Regions from separate parts of the Rattus norvegicus genome. Here region 2 is linked to region 1. The links are chromatin contacts, called in public Hi-C maps. All regions are on one chromosome and are shown on one strand. The core of a region is the stretch at or near the end of the contact, and the rest is flanking DNA. Distances in the headings are between cores, read along the strand shown.

What was found. A called contact is a pair of places that touch in the nucleus more often than the background predicts.
Region 2: a Hi-C map of mammary epithelial cells shows a contact between it and region 1, with 1.7 times the contacts expected there. The contact joins the enhancer-like site here to the promoter of Bhlhe41 in region 1. A contact is called at or near these places in 2 of 12 Hi-C or Micro-C datasets (mammary epithelial cells and psoas muscle).

Annotation. Positions count from the first base shown.
Region 1 is chr4:180,566,000-180,571,427 of GRCr8, forward strand. Bhlhe41 (basic helix-loop-helix family, member e41) reads right to left here and starts at 3,356. Exons shown (of 5, transcript NM_133303.2): 1 at 3,028-3,356; 2 at 2,827-2,890; 3 at 2,413-2,520; 4 at 1,922-2,033; 5 at 1-1,530. The coding sequence starts at 3,089. The coding sequence ends at 644.
Region 2 is chr4:180,704,548-180,709,975 of GRCr8, forward strand. No RefSeq gene overlaps it. Among named protein-coding and RNA genes, the nearest start is that of Sspn, 79 kb to the left of the region's middle. Within about 2 kb of position 3,089, at least 8 of the 93 cell types and tissues checked have an H3K27ac peak or open chromatin away from gene starts, as enhancers often do.

The DNA of each region.
Region 1 (5,428 bases), core at 2,106-4,605:
GCTCCCACACTGACACAGTGCCTGAAGATGGCCCCAACTCTCAGTTTCTCCCAACAGGTGCAAGGTATAAAGACACCACTCCAGCCACCTCACAACAGGGCAATGGCATCCTCACTTCTTTGAAAAAGAGGTACCTTCCAAAAAGCTGAAGAATACAAAATACTGACACGTCAATGTAACTTTCAGAGACCCTCAGTTGTGGGTCACCTCCTAAGGGGACAGACAGGGGACACAGCTACTGTTCCAGGCCTGGGTCAAGGAGCCCTGATACCAGGCACTCTAACTGGTTCCGTGTGGCTCTCCCACCCAACAGACTCCTGAACCAGGGTCTATGTTTGGAAACAGAGGACGTGAACTAAATGTAAGGGAGGGTAATTTAAGATAACCAGTATTTCTCAGGGAGGCTCTGTGACAGCAGGGATGGGGAAGGGAGTGTCAAAGGGTAGAGGGTGGGGTGGCAGAAGGGTGAGAAAGGGGCAAAACAGGAACTCCAAACATACACAAAACACCTGTTTTTGTCCTAAGCCTGTCGAGCAGAGCATCTCTTACTCTTCCTCCCTGGTACGCCTTAGGGGATGTTTGAACTTGGAAACCTGGCGACTCCTCAGGAGCCCCCTGCCCTGTTCTGGAAGGAATGCTGGGTTCAGGGGGCGTCCTTGGCCGGCTGCGTGGCATCTTCCTGAGAGCTCTCTGGGTTCACGGCGTGCGGCAGGTGGGTGCGGCTATGCGCGTGCTGGGGGCGCAGCGACCCCGGGGGCGCCACCTCGTGCGCCAGGAATGGGGCACCAGCGGCCGAACCTGCCTTCTCCGGGGGTGGCGATAGCACGGACGACAAGCAAGGGAAAGCGGCGGCGGCGGCAGCGGCGGCTGCTGCGGGGATGCCGGGATACAGCAGCGGGAAGGGCGCGGCCGCCGCGGGGTACAGATACTTGTCCAGGCCACTCTTGTCTAGCCAGGGCTGTACGTAGGCGGCGGCGGACGGCGACAGCAGGTAGAAGGGCAGGCAGAAGGGCGCGGCGGCGGGCTGCGCGAAGGGCGCACCCCCGCCCAACGCCACGAGAGAGCCGAGCAGCGCGGGCTCCGGGCCCAGGAGCGCGCCGCGCGCCTCCAGCTTCAGCCTCTTGGGCGCAGGCGACGGGTCCCCGGGTGGCTCCTGCTTGACGGCGGCGCGGCCCTGCTCCGCCTCGCCTCCATAGCCGCTGTCGGTGTCCGTGTCGTGCTCGGGCTCCGTGCCGGGCTGAGTCCGCTGGATGACCGGCACGCAGCGGGCGACGCGCTCGGAACCGGAGGCGGCTGCAGCCCCAGCGCTGCAGGGCGCGCGCCCAGGGCCCCTGCCTGGGGTCACCTGTGGCGTCAGAAGCTGGGTAGCCACAGCGTGCAGGTGGCTGACGAGCTGTGCGCAGCGCGGTTCCCTGGGCGTCCAGCTCTCAAAGCGCGCGAGGTATTGCAAGACTTCTTTGGCGCAGGTTTGAAACCCCGAGTGGAACGCATCCAAGTCGGCCTGGACCGGCGATTTCAGAGAGCGCTCCCCTAGGGTGCACGGGGGAGGGAGGCGAGAAGAAAAACCGCGGCGTTAAGACATCTGCTCATCACGTGGGCCCTGCGCTGCCTACAGTGAGCTCGGCTTTTCCTGGGCATTCCAGCGATATAATCCGCAGACTGCCGAGAGGAGGGGGTGGCGCGGTGAGGCGCTCTCCTCCTGGCTGAAAAACCCAACTGGAGAGGTGCAGCCGCCACTTTAAATAAAAACGGGGCTCCTCCAAGCTCTGCAGAAAGCCTTTGGGATGCTCTGGGTACTTGCCACCAAAGGGAAAGAGGCGATGTTCACCAGAAGCAGGACGCAGCGGGGAGTCCTAGCATTGCGCCTCCAGTGTTACCCCGTTTCGTATCAGGGCAAGCTGGCTTCCTCAGACCCACTTACCATTCTGTAAAGCAATTATCTTCTGATGCTGCTGCTCCGTTAAGGCTGTTAAAGCTTTTAAGTGCTTCAAAGTTAATTCCAAGACTACTGCTTTCTCCAGATGCCCCAGTGTCTGCAGTGGTGCAACAAAGAGGGGGAGACAGGGGTTAGTTTAAAACACGCAATTTTATTTGATTAGCCTTCCACGCAGCCCAGCAACTTAGGCGCGCGCGCGCGCGCGCGCGCACACACACACACACACACACACACACACACACACACACTACTGGGAAGGAAGCTCTGCTCAGCTCCTCACAGACAGGTCATCAATGATTTCTGCCATCAGCCTGGAGCCCCTGTTCTGAGTCCCTGGGAAACTCTTAGTTACAGCACAAGTTAAAAGGCAGGCTTCTTAATATTTATATATATATATATATTTTATCCTATCTCTGGGAGTTATATCAGGCAAATACACCCCGGAGACCACCAAAGAATGAAAATGTGCATCTTACTGTCAATTTCAGATGTTCAGGCAGTAAGTCTTTCAGCTGAGCAATACATTCATTAATTCGGTCTCGTCTCTTCTTTTCTATTAATCTGTGCGGTAATTTGTAGGTATCCTTCATAACGTGCCAGAGAAAAGACACAGCAGTAAGATTCATTCACTTACTGGATAGAACCCTCCCACCCCAACCCCCAAACACACTATGTAATGAACTAATGCCCAGAACTCTCTCCTCTAGACTTCTAAAATGCAATTTAAATTCAGGTGCGGTGTTGAATATCCCCCGGAGTATCAAGCAAGCCACTTAAAATTCACAGTTAGGAAAGCTCAGGGCTGGAATATATTTGCGGGCAGAGTTTCCTTGCGAAATCAATGGCCCTAATTAACTATCCAGGCAGGTTATGGGAAACTTAGGACTTACCTTGGTGTCGTCTCGCTTCAAGCTCCTTTTGGGTTTACACATATACAAAGAGGAATAGTCCAGTCTGCAAAAACAGAAATCAGCATCAGGCTCCCATTCCGGGAGGGGCTCTGCCCTCACCCGCTCCATATCACTTTGTGCAGGGGGGAAAAAGCCAAACCGACGCCTAGACAGATATTCGCAACGGTGCGTACACCTTACCCTATAAAATCCCTATGTTCCAGTAACTGTCTCTCTTGCAAATGAGGGATTCCTTCGTCCATGTTCAATGGCTGTCCGTTTCCTCCGTTTCGATTTGGAGGGTTCTGTCCTGTGATCCGTGGGACGGTCGTCTGGAGAGATTTTGGGGGGTTGTGTGCGTCTCCAGGCTGTCTCGCTCTCCCTCTTCAGTGCAGTATTGAAAGTGTGAAGCAGTTGGCCGCCCCTCCGCCCCGTGCTCGCTCGCTCGCCCTCTCGCACACCCGCGCGCGCACACCCGCGCGCACACACGCACTGCGCTGGTAGTTTGCTCTCACTCCGGGCAGTGTTTGGCCACAGGGCACGCGCGTCGCCGGCCAGACCAGCACCCAGCTCACGTGCGGAACGTACCATCCGCGGTCCAGCCTAGAGGGGGGCGGGGAGGAGGGGCCGGGAGGGGGCGGGGACACCTGATTGGGGCCACCTGGAGGGAGCGGCCACCCGGCGAGCGGTTCGTCTTCCCCTAGGCGCTGCAGAGCGCGGGGGCGGGGCGGGACGCGGGGCACCCCCGGCTCGACCAGCATCTCGGTGCAGAACCGTGGACGTGGCCTTTTGCTTTCCCACCGATTGCTCTTGGTTTGGGCCAGAGAAAGAACGCGAATTCGTGGTGGCTAAACTTGAGCGGGGAAGGAAAATTCGGAGCCTTTGCTCATCGCTTACTGGCCAGGCGTGAAGGGGGGTCGGATAGAATGACGCCCTCTAGGTCAGGCTGGAGGTCTATCCTGAAAAGGGGTGACTTGCAATTCGCTCCCCGGATTTAAGAACAGTGAAAATGTAGATAGACACTGATTCTGAATGTCGCATTCCAAGTGGTTTTGGCAACAGTGTCCCCGGGCCACCTAAACTTCCCGCAGCAGCCGGAATTGCGGTGCCACTAATCACAGAGGCAGATGACGTTTGGTGCCTCGGGTGCTCCCGGGGGAAAGCAGGGAGGGGGAAGGGTGGCACGGAGCGGGAGGCACACAAGGACTGCTGCGGGAAAGCCACGCAGTCGGGTCCTGCCCGCCCCAGCCCGCGAGACGCCGTGCTGCCTCCCGCCTCCTTCGTGCGATAAGCCACGCCGAGAGTGTGGCGAGCCCACGTTTACTACTGGCACCTCCGCGGCCTCCCTCCTTAATCCTGTCTCCAGCGGGTACCAGCACAGGGCCGGCAACGTGATGCGACCTGCAGCGGCTGCCACATCAGCGCGCAGGGATGCCGTGCGCGCGCCCCGTGTCCTCGGGAGCTCGGTCCACACGGCCGGGGACAGCCGTCCCCAGGTGCCCAGTGTCCCCGCAACTCTGGATAAATACGAATCTGAATTCCATCGGGGAATGGGGGTGGGGGCGGGAGACTCCGGGTTTCTCCTAACACTGAATTGATAATCAACGTTTCCTCTCGGACATTCGCGATTGCCCGTGGCACGTGAACACAGAAGGAACCTGGGCCCCAAATGCACGCGCATCAGGGGCAGGGCAGCCGCGCTTGGGTTCCGGGGACGGATCTGGGTCGCGGGCCAGGGCGGCTGGAGCGGGTCACGTGCTGCGGAGCCTCCTCCTGGCCTAGCCGCGCGGCAGTGGAGCCCGAGTCCTGGGCGGAGCTACTGGGATCAGTTCCTTTCTAGCACCCTCCAGGGTTCCTCGAGTAGGACGACACGGCTTGTTTTACAGCAGGCAACTAATTAATGATAATAGTGAAAGTGATTTTTAAATGCAGATTTGGACATTTATCTTAAGCCCTAACCCCCATCTCTTGCCTCTAAGTGGTTGAGCTTTCTGATTCTGAGGCAAGGGAGAGCTCCCAAGGGCTTATCCATGCAGTAAAGCTCCCGGCTTCCTCTAGTTCTTAACTGACCAGGTTAGATAGCTGCGCCGGTGGCTAAGGTGAATTAAAACAGAATAGCAGCAATAACACCCCCTCTGTCGTCTGGATTTCTGAAAGTTCGCGGCTCTCCAAACATACTGTAGAGCCAATCCCACTTTTAAAGTGATGGGAGAGTCAGAGGGATATATAAGCCTTGTCAGTACACAGGAGTCTCAGGCCATCATCTAGTCAAAGGGACTAACTCGGGCGGCTTTTGGCTGAAGCCAAACAGGGACTAGAGGGGTGGGGGAGGGGGGTTCAGGGGTAGCAACAGGAACCTTGGGGATCTAGGGGAGGGCGGAGGTGAGCTTGTAAACTCACCCCTCTGAAAAGCCTTGCCTTCAACCTTCCCTCATAAGGTTTTCCCCTCCCTGGCTCCCCGCCCTTCTTACCCACATTCTTAATTCTGTAGTCAGCATTTCTGTAATCTCTTACACTTCTGATACCAGCTGACTATGTAAGTTATTGGCCTTTTGCCCATTTTATCTGATAGATAGATAGATAGATAGATAGATAGATAGAT
Region 2 (5,428 bases), core at 1,839-4,338, 140 kb after region 1:
CGCACCATCTGGCAGTGCGGTGATTGGCTGTGAGTTAGGAGCAAGCCACCAAGCGCGCAAGAAAACAGAGCGACAAAAGCCACCAGGAACAGTGAAGGTCTTGTCGTTTCTGTGCCCAGACAAACCCACAGGACTCTGAGGATGGGTCTGTGCCCAGAGGACAGAGCTGGAAACTGTCATTCTCGAGGTGGAAATGCATTTCTCCCAGTATCTGGGGCCTGGGAGGGCACACGTGGGCTCTGAAAGGCAATGTGGATGATCAGGAAAGAGGAAACGGTTAACACCAAGTTTACTCTTTGGAGTATGGAAAAATGGCTGAGCCTGTGTCCTCCAATGACAAGGGAGATGTCACTTTTAATTAGCTGTCTGTCATACCCACCTTCCTTCACTGATGTCTATAATATCATAGCGTGTTTCCATCCCTACCTACCATGTGGATTGTGCTAACCTAGGCACAGGAGAGAGAGGGGTATGGGCCAGACACATATGCCATTGTCTTAAAAGCATTTACGTCCAGAATGACAGACATTTTCCAAACTGTATCTTTTAAATAATTTCTGAATACAGGAGGCATCATTCAGGGATGAAGAGACAGCTGGGGGTTGGGGCATAGCCAGGATGAGGACCTGTGCTTGGTAAGTGGCTGAGGAGGCCCCAGGGCTGGTGACAACTGATAAGAAACCTCACGATCAGAAATGCTGGCCACGCAAAGGGTGGAGAAGCCTCCTGTGCCCTTGGAAATAGGAGTGGAGTGGCGGCCTGCTGAGATAATTCCAAAGCAGTGTAGGGTGAGGTAGGAAAGGGAGACAGGAGCCACATCCATGGGCTGTGAGAAGCCGGGTCCCACTGTCACACGGGGGAAAGGCATGGCCCACCTGACATCACTAGGGGGAAGTAGATTGCAGACCAGTGGTGGAGGTAGAAGAGACAGTGGTGTCTTGAGAAAGGATATAAGAGAAAAAATACCTTAGGTAACATGTGAGAATACTGCTGATGTGTTCAACATTGGGGAGTAAAGGCCACCATGAAGTAAGGGTGCTCCCAGGTCAGGAGAGGGACATGCTGTTTAAGGCAAAGGTTAAAAGCAAGTTTTCATCATGTGAAGTCTGAGATAACATTTCTTTTTCCTTTTTTTTTTTTTTAAAAAAATAAGAATGTTTTCATTTCTTTTTTTTTCTTTTTTCTTTTGAAATTCTCAGTATTTTTTTATTGGGTATTTTTTATTTACATTTCAAATGTTATTCCCTTTCCTGGTTTCCCAAACATAAGCCCCCTATCCCATCACCCTCCCCTTCTTCTATAAGGGTGTTCTCCCTCCCCAACTACCACCCATTCCTGCCCCCTCCAACATTCCCCTTACACTGGGTTCCAGCCTTGGCAGGACCAAGGGCTACTCCTCCCATTGGTATTCAACAAGGCCATCCTCTGCTACATATGCAGCTGGAGCCATGGGTCTGTCCAGTGTAGTCTTTGGGTGGTGGTTTAGTCCCTGGGAGCTCTGGTTGGTTGGTATTCTTGTTCTTATGGGGTTGCAAGCCCCTTCAGCTCCTTTGATCCTTTTAGAGAAAGGATTGAATTAGAGAGATGGCATTTCTTTTTTTTTTTTTTATTAACTTGAGTATTTCTTATATACATTTCGAATGTTATTCCCTTTCCCGGTTTCCGGGCAAACATCCCCCTCCCCCCTCCCCTTCCTTATGGGTGTTCCCCTCCCAACCCTCCCCCCATTGCCGCCCTCCCCCCATAGACTAGTTCACTGGGGGTTCAGTCTTAGCAGGACCCAGGGCTTCCCCTTCCACTGGTGCTCTTACTAGGATATTCATTGCTACATATGGGGTCAGAGTCCAGGGTCAGTCCATGTATAGTCTTTAGGTAGTGGCTTGAGATGGCATTTCTAATTGGCAACAGAAAGCAAGTTTTCTAGAGTTCAGCAGAAAAAAATTTCAGGATTAGCATAAAGCTGATCACTGGGCCCCTGTAAAGTGGGGCGCTGATCTAGCCTTGGACCCATGCAGAGTGGGGCGCTGATCTAGCCTTGGACACATGCAGAGTGGGGTGCTGATCTAGCCTTGGACCCATGCAGAGTGGGGCACTGATCTAGCAGAGGGAACCAGTCGTTCCTTAAGATGAGAACATTAGTGATTCTCAGCCCTGGCCTCCACTGAGGCTGGGGAAGAGTGGACATGGAGGGTCTAACCACGTATGTCTGGTGACCCCAGCCTACTTGTGTGTGGCCTCCAGCCCCTATCGCCTCTTTGACACACTATACCCCTTGGCTACCTCTCATAAATGAGTCTGGACAAAGTTCCAGGTCTTGGAAATCAGACCGGAGCTATTCAGACAGGAATCCTAGAGCTACAGAGCTCTGGAACATAGAGTATAGGGGATACTTCATGGGCCGGTTAGGCATGTCCCTAAAGACTGTGGACTCTTCTCTTGCCTGGGTGAAAGTTAGAGCAGGTGATGATGTCAGAACTGGGAACTCTAAAGTGTTAAACACCAGACAATGGCCTTTGGTGCTCGACACAGGGGAGCATCACACATAGGACGTCCATTGGGGGGTCAGAGGCCGTGGCCCCAGTGTCTGATAAGCAGGTCCTAGGTAAGGACTGTGGGCCACTCATCCTGCTGTCCTAGGGGTTTCTCCTGCAGTGTCTGCCCTGTGGTGAGCATCTAGCTCTGCACTGACCTTGTCACATGGGAGCGAGCAATCCATTTGCCACCGTTAACCATTTGCCACCATTGTTGTTGTGGGAGGAGAAGGAAGCTAAATGGCAGGGTGTGGGAGAATCCATGACAGAGCCTAACCTCCGCCAAGTTAGTCAGGTCTGGGGCATGAGAAGCTCTAGGCTATTCACAGGCTTTTAACCTCAGAGGGTTGGCACAGGTGCAGGGACAGGCCATCCCCGAGGCTGTGCTCACACGGGAAATTCCACACAGCAGTGATGTGCAGAGACACGAAGGACAGCACGGTTTCTGTTTGTCTGTCCATCCCAGACTCAGGTCCTTCTAGTTGGACCCCGAGGGCTTCGCAAGAGCTGGTCAAGGGATCTGAAGTCTAGGGTTGCCTTGTGAGCCTGGTGAGTCAGGAGAGAGTGGGAGAGAAAAGTCAGCTCAATCTTTGTGAATGAGGTCATTTGGGGAAGACTAGGGTTAGAGAATGAATGCTGGAACATTCTCAGCAGCCCGTCCTTCCAGAACTGGAGCATCGACAGTAAGAATCAAAGTTCTTTGGCCTGGAGAGATGGCTCAGCAGTTAAGAGCACTGACTGCGCTCTTCCAGACGTCCTGAGTTCAATTCCCAGCAACCACGTGGTGGCTCACAGCCATCTGTAATGGGATCCGATGCCCTCTTCTGGTGTGTCTGAGGACAGCAACAGTGTACTCATATACAATAAATAAATAAATCTTAAAAAAAAAAAAGAATCAAAGTTCTCTATACACAGGACTTGGACATGGTTGACTGGAGTCCAGGTCATGCTGCTCCAGGTGAAGTCTATCTGTTTCTCTTCTCAGAGACTCAGCAGGCAGCCCTCCTACCAGACCCAGGGCTGTCTGTGCTGAATAGTCAACTCCCAGCTTTCATCCTCTACGGAGTACATGGGAGACAGACAGACCTCAGATACGGTGGCATCTGTGGGATAAGAATATCCTTCCCTGCCTCTCCCCCTCTTCTTCCTCTTCCTTCTCTCCCTCGTCTTCCTTCCCCTCTTCCGCTCTTCCTCCTCTTCTGCTCTCTCTTCCCTTTTCCTCTCCCCAGCAACCCTAATATCCCTGTAACCGAGCCAAGGAAAGATGAGCCTGACATGGGAAGGTTTGTGAGCCAGCGATGAACCAAGGTGTCATTCCAAACCCTACCAGTGGCATATTTTATAGCCTTGGGCAAACCACCCAATCTGCCTGCTGCTTCCTTCCAAACTCAGAAGCAAACTGAAAGGGGACTGCGAGAATTCATTAGCTTGGTGGAAAAATTTGCACAACCTGGTCCCGTGTGCACAATGATGACCCCTTTCTATTCCAGAAGCCCTGGATCCTTTCTTGGGTTCACTTTGATCGTGGGTTTGCAACTAAATGGCAGCTCTAAGCAGAGGGTTCTAAGAGCCCAAGCTCCAGCCTCTTTCCGATTCAACTCAAAGAGGCTTTCAGCAGGATGCACGTCAAGACGTCTTTGCAGCAAGTGGTATGTGAGGAAGACATTAAGCTTTATTCCTCTTGCAAATTAAGGCAACGGGAAATGTGTGTTTTCAAGTTGTGGCCTTGAACTTTATAAGTTCATTTACTTCCAAGGACTCGCTTGTCTCTAGGGTTTTGCTCAGTGTGTCGCATATTTAAACCACCTCACGCATGCTTATGGCCCAATCTATAAATACACGGACACCTAAATCATAGAGGGTAAAAGCAAGCACTTGTTGAGTTTTATTCTGTCATTGCATTCAACTGACCCACAAGCAGAGCAATGTTTCTGGGCATTCTCTTTTGCTTTGACTGGGCTCATGTTTTGCTTAGGTTATGATGAGACGGAGGGCAACCTACCTGGGTGCAGTCTCTGAGGCACTAGTCCAACTGGGTGCACACAAGGGAAGAAAAAGACACCAAGCACTGAACACTATGGCATGAGCCGTCATATTTACTTCTTTTTTTTTTTTTTTTTTTTTTCGGAGCTGGGGACCGAACCCAGGGCCTTGAGCTTCCTAGGTAAGCGCTCTACCACTGAGCTAAATCCTCAGCCCCGAGCCGTCATATTTAAAAAGACAGGCCGTCATATTTAAGATCTAGGTGTCTAGATTGTCTGAGTCGACACAGGACGTCGTCTATATCATCTGTCTATCAATACTCTTTTTGGATCAGTCTATCAGATTAACTTCGAAGCCTAGAGGAGAGTCACCAGCTGATGTTGCATCCCAGGGCAGCCAGTTCAGAGCAGACAGACAGTAGGGATGTTCCGGAAGATTTCATATGACCTCATAGACTTCTTCTTTCCATTCCACCATGAGGTTCCAGAGGGTAGGTCCTTTGTTTATATACCCAGATAGCATCTCTAAGAGCAGCAGATACGGGGAGACGACTCTCTTGAGTGTTCCTGTCACTGTGAACAAATGCCTGACAGAAATAACTCAAGGGAGGAGTGGTTTATTTTGACTCAGAAGATCAGTCTACCTTGGTGGAGAAGGCAGCTGAAGCAGGGCTGTCTGTGGTGGCAGGCACTGTGCTCATGGCTTCTCACATGACACTGACTGAGTAACAGAGATGGGATGGGTCAAGTTGTAACCCTCAAGGCTCACCCCCAGTTCCCCAATTCCTAGTGCCAGCCAAGGTCCCACAATTCCCCAGTACTGTGACTCCCACTGAGGAGCAGCTGCACAAACATTGGAGCCTTTGGGGTCAGGACACTGCAATCCCAAGCCATTGACAACAAGTAGCTTATTTT